3 separate regions of the Rattus norvegicus genome follow, and regions 2 and 3 are each linked to region 1. A link is a contact called in public Hi-C data. All regions are on one chromosome and are shown on one strand. The core of a region is the stretch at or near the end of the contact, and the rest is flanking DNA. Distances in the headings are between cores, read along the strand shown. Region 1 has its middle 28 kb from the start of Ccnl1. Region 2 holds the start of Ssr3 (signal sequence receptor subunit 3). Region 3 overlaps Kcnab1 (potassium voltage-gated channel subfamily A regulatory beta subunit 1).

Region 1 (2,700 bases), core at 36-2,535:
AACACGCACACATTTTTTATCTAGAAACTCAAGGGCTGGAGAGATGACTCAGTGGTTAAGAGCACTGACCGTTCTTCCAGAGGTCCTGAGTTCAAATCCTAGCAACCACAGGGTGGCTCACAACCATCTGTAATGAGATCTGATGCCCTCTTCTGGTGTGTCTGAAGACAGCTACAGTGTACTTATATATAAAATAAATAAATCTTTTAAAATATTAAAACATCTCTAAGTATTCTGTAGTGTTCAAGTTGAAAAAAAAATCAAAACAAACTAGCCTAGGCTGCTTCTTGCTGTACACACGTCAGAGTTAGATGACAGTTATGTACCCCCTAAGGAAATAAACAATACTACTTTCATTTTTCGTGTAGGTTTAACATCCCCTTCACTTTCTCAGAAAGAAATTAAACACTAGTATCTGTGTGGTAAGATAGCGTCTCATAGTGTCCAGACTCCGGCAAGGATTTTGCCCTTCTTGCTGGTTTTCCTATCTCCTGGGTGTGTGTGCAGCTGAGAGAGAAGGGGTGGGGGTGGGGGAGATGACACTCCGAAGAGGAGAGGGAAAATTGGGGGAAGAGGCACACACACACACACACACACACACACACACACACACACACACACACACACACACAGCGCAGACCTATTGTTCCAGAGGTGGCGGCTACACTCTTTGGGGCAGTACCCTGGATCTTCCTTTCAGGGAGCAGAGAATTGCTTCCCCATTTAGTGCCTGTGTTTTGTTTGTTTTCTGGCCTTTTCTTCTTCGTAAATCAATCGCCTTTCCTGATCACTCGGCCTGTGCAACACATATTCCTCCCTGTCTGGTCAGCTAAGTGAGCTGCCCCCTTTGTGCTCGGTTCCTGAGGGAGGGAACTAAGCGAATCTCCCACCTGCACAGGGTCAGAGAAAGCGTGAACAAGGACAAGGACGTGCTTGGCCCCGAGGGAGGCAGAGTGAGGGGGATCTGGGTCTGAGTCTAGAACACAGTCTCCTCCGGTGAAGTGTAAAGGGTAGAGCTAAGCCGTGGAGCCCTTGAAGCTACGGCTTGCCGGTGTGCAAGGAAGGACTGAGCTGGGCGACATTATAAAAACTACCGCTGTCTGCCTGGTTTCTGCGCTCACCTACCTCACAGAACCCGGCTTATCCAAGGCTCTGAGAGAGGAGTTTTCCAGGAGCAGCCAGGATCCTGGTGGGCTCCGCCTCTGCCACTCTGTGACCTCATATAGCACTAACCCTCCCAGGGTAATTCTCCAATCCTTGGCCCCCGGAGTGGGGCAATAACTCCTGCCCCACCCTCCAGTTTCCTGGGACTGAAGTGAGAAGCAAAACCAACACTGTGAGGAAACACGGTCTGAAGCCAAAGCCCTTTGTGAGTCAGAGGTGGAGTCTCCTGTCTTTCCCCATAGTTTACCAGCCAACCCCCAACCCCACCCCAACCCCGTCCAACTAACTAGCCACAAGCAATGGTGACCGCGTGCTGTCCCCTAGTGGCCAAACTGCACCCAATTCATTTCAGTAATCTTTCCAAGTCCCCTAAGAATACAAGAACACTTGGCGTGTATCTTTTTCTGTTAATACTGAGCCATCATTTGGAGAGACGCTCGAGTAGATCAGAACTGTGTGGCCCATAGCTGCTGGGAGCACTCCGAGAGCTTCCTCAGATGTGATCTTACTAGCTGCTCACTGCCTCGAGCTAGGACTGCCTCGTGTGAACCTGGACTGTCACATACATGCTGGGAAGGGAAGAAGAACAGCTTTGTTTAAAACAAAACAAAACAAACAAACAAACAAAACAAAAAAACCCACACAATAAAACAAAAAACCAAAACACGCAGCCTTTGCCTTCACATCTGTGCGATAATCTGGTCAACAGTCGCCCTCTAGTGTCGGTGAATGTAACTGAAAATTCATGCCCTTTGACCGGATCACGTGCTTTCCCTTAGCCTCTGAAGTAGATTTACAGTGAATCAACCCCCTCTCCTCACCTCCCCTTCCCTCTGCTCCACCTTTTCCCTTTCCCTCCTCTTCCTCATTCTCTCCCCCACACACTTGTTGTTTTTAAGTGCGGAGGGAAGTAAGGTCTCATTATATAGTTCACGTGGGCTTTGAACTTTCCTCAGCCTTGAGAGAGCTATGGTCACATGTGAGCATCACCCTGTCCAGAACAGTCACTTCATTATACCCCTTGTCATTCAATCGATTCTCAGATTTGAGTAGTTTCCTTTTATTTGTTTTGGTTTTGTTTTGTTTTTGTTTTTTGTTTTTTGTTTGTTTGTTTGTTTGTTTTTTCCGGAGCTGAGGACCGAACCCAGGGCCTTGCGCTTGCTAGGCAAGCGCTCTACCACTGAGTTAAATCCCCAACCCTGAGTAGTTTCTTTTTAAAACTCTGCTCCTGGCCTAATGACTGCTATGGGCACAGGCTCTTGAGCAGATAGCATCATGGGCTTCAGATACCCATAACAGATCAAGGGAGAATCTTGTCAACTTGGTGCCAAGTATTGTATGGCCTTCATAACAACGGCAAGCACAGCACAGAATAGCTTGAGAGGGGCTGACCGAGATCCCAGGGACTCACCAAAGCATCTCAACAAGCCATTGCATTGCCCGTTCCAGGACTGGGTTCCTGAGGACTCCTGTTCAACCTTTTTTTTTTTTTTTTTTGGTTCTTTTTTTCGGAGCTGGGGACCGAACCCAGGGCCT
Region 2 (2,700 bases), core at 100-2,599, 540 kb before region 1:
ACCAATGCTTATAAATAAATATAAACCACCTCTAAGAAGCCACCCTCCCATAAATATGCAGGTTGGGGTTGGGGTTAGGGTACTTACTTGTGCTTGAGAACAAATTTTACATTCTTGTATGCAAAGGCTACCAAGTAAGTGCTTACTAACGTCATCACGCTGTACAGAACAGCAGACTGGATAAGATCCATATGCCATATTCTCCAGTACAACCCTGAGGTAAGACAAAAGGAAGGGACACAACACATTACGACCCCTTTACACCTGCCTGCCAGAGTTAACTCCAGCTAAACCAGGTAAATGAGAGTCAGTAAATCCTACCCAGTATCTGAGGAACTTCACTAGAGGTGAGATAGCCAATACACTGGGTTAGTCCCAGAGTTCAGGGCTTTCCCGGTTCAGAAAGTTAGGTTGTGGGGACATTGCTAGTCTAGAAATTTCTTCATCTTCTGACTTGAGAACAAACTGAGAGGGGAGAGATCACAAATAAGAATAAAGATTTCATTCATGGAATGCTAGTAAGTTAAAATACAGGCCATTTTAAGTCAAATACTGTCTGTCCCAAATCACTGGTTAACTTGCTGACGTGGCTGCTCTGAAATCAAAACAATGCATGGTCGGGCCAGTGAACCAGGGGGCTCCACACCACATTCACTGCACGCTGAGCTTTTAAAACGGCCACAATAACAAAATACGTTTGGACGTGATTGGCCAGCAACATTGTGGCAGCGTGGGTCAGGAGATGGGAAACTCGGAAAACCTGAGCTTGGAAACAGTCTTAGCCTTCAGGTTGACAGTTTCTCATTCAAAGTCTCGAGTTGCTCTCTGGGAGTTATTGAAATCCTAAACAAGGCTGACCGCGGACCTCTAGCACAGCCTAACCTGTCATTCTGCACGTCAAAAGGATGCTCAGGGATGAGGGGAGTCACGTTGCTAATTCAGTGAAGGTTATTGGTGGGTCTCCCACTGGCTCACTAAAGACCTCGTAGTGTCAAAGTGTTGTGAGGGGAAGGACAGTGTACCAATGAGCGAATCCCGGCCAGAACCCGCGCCCGGCTCAGAAGTCCGCGGCAAGTGAGTTCCCGAGGACGCCGCCGCACCCCCCCCCCCCCTCCGCCCCGACACTAGGCCTCCCCGCCGCCTCTGGCCTCCCCCACCGCGCCCGCCACGTCCCCGCCGCCTGCCCGAGGCTCACAGATGGGAATGGCAGACACGATGAACGCATTCCCGAAGAACAGCGCCGACGATTTGGCGGACAGGTTGCGGCTGAAATCCTGAAGGAGCAGGTCCTCCTCGGACTGCTGCTTGGAGCCGCCTTTGGGAGCCATTGCGGAGCAAAAGACTTGAGGATGGGAGCAGGGAGACAGGGAAGACTCAGAAGGCCGCGTCTACGTCCGCCCCAGCCGCGTATCCGCCCGCGACCCGTCAGCGCAACGCGAAGGCGGGTCTCCGCAGGGCACGCTACTTTAGGATTGGCCAGCCTGCCGTCGCTTCACAAGCCTCAAAACACGATTGGATAGGTAGACAAGACTTCCGCATCCTTCAGGGTACGTGGCTCTCAACGCCACAAGGAATGGCGGGATTTGTAGTTTAGTGTATATTTATGGACCTCAGGTAACTAAAGCTGATTTCCAATTCACCTGCCTCAGTCTCCAGAGGCAGGCTTGGTTAACTGACATGAGCAACCGTGCAAGCAGTACTCTGTTTTAACTAACTAACTTTATTGGTATTTCATTTCATATGTGCACTTTTTATTTCTTTTTAAGTTTATTACACTGATTGAATGATTGTTTCATTGATTGATGATTAATTGATTGATTAGTTGGTTGGAAGGCCGTGCCACAAAGTTGTCAGAACACAGCTTGAGGAAGTTAGTTCTCTACTTTTACTTTCTGGGTCCCAGAGATTGAACCAAATTGTCAGGTTTGTGTCTTTACCCTCTCAGCCATCTGCATGGCCTAAAGTTTGGTTTTTTTATTATTACATCATCATCATCATCATCATCATCATCATCATCAAATGGTGAACCTGAAGGTGACAGACAGGCCCTAGTCTCTTGGGCATGGGCTCTATTCACCCAAGAAACAGACATAAGGAAGTCACTAAAACCATGATGATCTTCAAATGGTGATAACATTCAATACTTGCCTCATGCCTTTACAAATTTCTACCATTTTGTTTCTTTCTATTTCAGCTTGAACCTTTTTAAAGTAGCATTCCACCAGTGTTCCAAATGACACTGAAGACCTCTGGCAGGACTCCTCTGAAGCCGGAAAGGCAATATTAGCACAGATGCCATTTTAACTGACTAGCTGGTTGCGTTTTTCTTTCAAAAGACAAACACAACCACATCCCTTCCCAGCAAGTGTTTTTCTTCACTACAATGCTGTAAACATTACACTGCACAGGGCAAAACTTCCTCAACCTCCGGCTTCCTCTTAGCAGTCTGTAGATAGCACTTTCCCTTTGCTTTATCTAAATGGCATTGATCTACAGAGCAAGGATCCTCACTGTGCTTTTTATCTTCAGTCTTTTTTTCAATTGGTTCTCCACACAGATTCTTCAATACGTTTTCCTGAAATATAAGTCCATCTATTCTCAACAGCAAGTGTCCTCAATTTCATCACCAAAGAAATAAGTAAATAAATAAGAACCATCTAGCGAATTTTCAAGCAAACTGCAAGTGCTCACTTCAGAATC
Region 3 (2,889 bases), core at 45-2,544, 580 kb before region 1:
CTGATTCTTCACAACACAGGCAGGGATGGCCTTCTGAGAAGCAAACTGCAATGAGATGTCTCTCATTCCCTCGCCTAAAAATGGCAACAACCCACCTTTTCCATACAGTTTGGTTCGTTGTCCTCTGGCAACATTATCTCTCTCCTGCCCTTCCGTGCTGGACTTCTGCTACCTGCCGTCCTTTCCCTGGAATTCACTGTCCTGCCTGCAGGGTCTGCACATGTGTCTATCATCCTACAATGCTATTCTCCCAGGCTTAGTCCAGTTAACTTGTTTCAATGCTTCAACATAATACATGACAGGAAGTGGGACATTCCTAGCCCTAACTCAGTAGATCTTCTCTTTCATTTCCTACCTGGATCTGCTCATGTTTTTCTATAATATTCATATTTTATAATCACTTCTTTATTTCTCCATCCTTGCCACCGAATCCTAAACTCCCCAAGTCTAGGAATTTTACACCAAATGTGTTCAACAAGTAAATGAATGCGTCTTGGAAGACTCACAATTTCCGCTTTAACTGCTCTGGTACAGGCTTCTGTAACGTCACATAGCTTGGCCACAGGGCCTCTCTGTCTTCTTCACCCTGTCTGTAGAGAACAGACGGCCTTCAAATTCATCTTGCTCTCTGTGAACACCTTCAGTGATACCAACACATCTGGCACACCTCGGCATGTCCAGCTCCCAAAGCAACAGGTACCTAAAGAGCATAGTGACTGGAGGAGCTCCCAGCTTGGGGAGAAACAGGAAGGGACAGGAAGGAACTTGTTGCAATGGTGCAGGTGGCTAATTTAGGGCAAAGATGCAAAAAAAATGGCCTCAATTTCCAGAAACCTTTACCATCCCCATTTGTACACTCTTTAAAGAAGGGAAGGTTTCTTACATTTTTATCACATTTATTTAACAAAGGATAAATAAACCTTACAGGTAGGTGCTTTGATAAGATACATGATCACAAGAAAAGGAAGTGTTTAGCTAATAAACCAAATTCTTTGTTAGACGGTAGTGAATAAAAACATTCCCTGTATTCAAAACAAACCAACCAAGGAAACCTTAAAACAATACATGTAAGCCAAATAACGAAGATGGTAAGACCCTGACCTTGGCTCCTTCGATCCAAATCCTACCCGCTATCAACTTAAATACAAATAAGGCTACATCTACTCCAAGCCAGGAACAGTGGCATACAGTTGTAATCATAGCACTCGGGAGTCAGAGACTGGAGGATTGCTGCAAATTCAAGAACAGCCTGTCCTACATAGGTGAATTCCAATCCAGACAAGTAACACAGTGACACTCTGCCTCAAAGAACAAGCACGAAGGAAGAGAGGAAGAGATGAGGCAGGGAAAGGAGAAAAAAGAAAAATGAGAAAAGAACATATCTACCCCAGTTCTACGTTGAGAATTCCCTGCTAAAGGACATTTAATCTTGAGGTATTACTGGGAACAAAACAGCCCAAGACTTTGACCTTTGAAATACATCCAGGAATCTGGCATCCCAGGGGTGTGGTTAACCTGCTTTGTGTAAGCTTTGGAGGGTTTTGCTAACTTGAACTTGAAACTCCTCATGCCTCCTAGTTCTATGTCTCATCTGGCTGGTGCCAAGAGGACTAGCTGAGCTCCACCCTCTGGGGAGAGGAAATGTGATGTTAAGCTGAAAAGAGGCAGATGTGGAAACTGGGTGGGCCCACCAGCAGGCCCTGGTGAGATCAATTACATGGGTGTCCTAGAACAATGTTGGGTTCAAAGTGGCCAAGGACAGGGTGTGTCAAAGTGGGCTTTGAGCCCCTGTGGCCTCAGCTGTTTGTTCTGCACTTTATATGTTTATCTTGCTGCTAGAGTTATTGAGTCATCTCTATTAAATGGCTATTGAGGGAAAGGAACGGCTCTGCAAATCCACCATGCAGAAGAAACAGGCCGTTCGTTCATCCTCTGTGACTCGACATTCTACAGTCATGACAAATGCCTTCCCTCCCTGATCACTTTGTGAACCAGCCACTCAGCTTCGTTTATCAGAACAAGAACCATCAAGGGATGCTATACTAGTAAAGGAAGAACCTGCAATGGTCATTACATGTTTAATACTGTTGAATATTTCTGAAAACTGAAAATGAGTGTCAGTTTACCTAAGAGAACTGTCAAGCTTCCAAACCACTGATGGTGAATGTTGTCACCAGGGCGGAGAGTAATTATAGTAATCAAATGATCACATTAAAATTCTAAATTCTGAAGGGGAGGGAGAGGAGTTAAGGGGAAGCTGGCCTGGAAACTGGGAAAGGGAATAACATTTGAAATGTAAATAAGAAATACCCAATTTAATAAAGATGGGGGGGGAGAAAAAAGAAAAATTCTAAATTCTGGAAAGACGAGGGGGAAACACAACTCTGTAAAGTAGCTGAGTTCATGAAACACTCTTTGCGCTTCTGTAGAAATCGTTCGAGCCATGACGCACGTGATCAACCAAGGCATGGCAATGTACTGGGGCACCTCGAGGTGGAGCGCGATGGAGATCATGGTGAGCTAGTGTCCATTTTTTATGGTTTCCGGGCACCTTGCCATTATGTACCATGTTCAGGTACCATGTTTAAGTCTGCATCTTCTGCAGACTTTTCTCCCAAGACCATGCCATTAGAATTCTAGCATCAGCCCTGTCCTTAAGGAGATGGCTGTGAGTGAGGGCTGGAGCCCAGCAGTTTAGAACACAAGGGCCAGATCTGCAAATGGGAAATGCCATGTTTCAGCACGGGCAAAAGGGCAGAGAGAATTTCAGAGCTAATGAGATATGTGAATAGAGTATTCCCCACATTTGGTGCCTCTCTTGGTGATATTTACGGCCATAACTTGGCATGGATTTGACTTACCTCCTTGCTTCTTATTCAACCCACTGAA

The links. A called contact is a pair of places that touch in the nucleus more often than the background predicts.
Region 2: a contact with region 1 is called in a Hi-C map of liver, with 4 times the contacts expected there. The contact joins the promoter of Ssr3 here to the enhancer-like site in region 1. A contact is called at or near these places in 5 of 12 Hi-C or Micro-C datasets (the A7r5 cell line, hepatocytes, liver and 2 more).
Region 3: a contact with region 1 is called in a Hi-C map of the Rat2 cell line, with 10 times the contacts expected there. The contact joins two enhancer-like sites. A contact is called at or near these places in 5 of 12 Hi-C or Micro-C datasets (the A7r5 cell line, the Rat2 cell line, Schwann cells and 2 more).

The regions. Positions count from the first base shown.
Region 1 is chr2:152,478,321-152,481,020 of GRCr8, forward strand. No RefSeq gene overlaps it. Among named protein-coding and RNA genes, the nearest start is that of Ccnl1, 28 kb to the right of the region's middle. Within about 2 kb of position 1,286, at least 60 of the 93 cell types and tissues checked have an H3K27ac peak or open chromatin away from gene starts, as enhancers often do. A contact at or near this core is called in the A7r5 cell line, hepatocytes and liver, where this site is marked.
Region 2 is chr2:151,933,813-151,936,512 of GRCr8, forward strand. It overlaps Ssr3 (signal sequence receptor subunit 3), which reads right to left and starts at 1,350. Exons shown (of 5, transcript NM_031120.3): 1 at 1,196-1,350; 2 at 88-214. The coding sequence starts at 1,328.
Region 3 is chr2:151,894,612-151,897,500 of GRCr8, forward strand. Kcnab1 (potassium voltage-gated channel subfamily A regulatory beta subunit 1) reads left to right here. Exons shown (of 14, transcript NM_017303.3): 9 at 2,430-2,515. Among named protein-coding and RNA genes, the nearest start is that of Ssr3, 39 kb to the right of the region's middle. Within about 2 kb of position 1,295, at least 13 of the 93 cell types and tissues checked have an H3K27ac peak or open chromatin away from gene starts, as enhancers often do.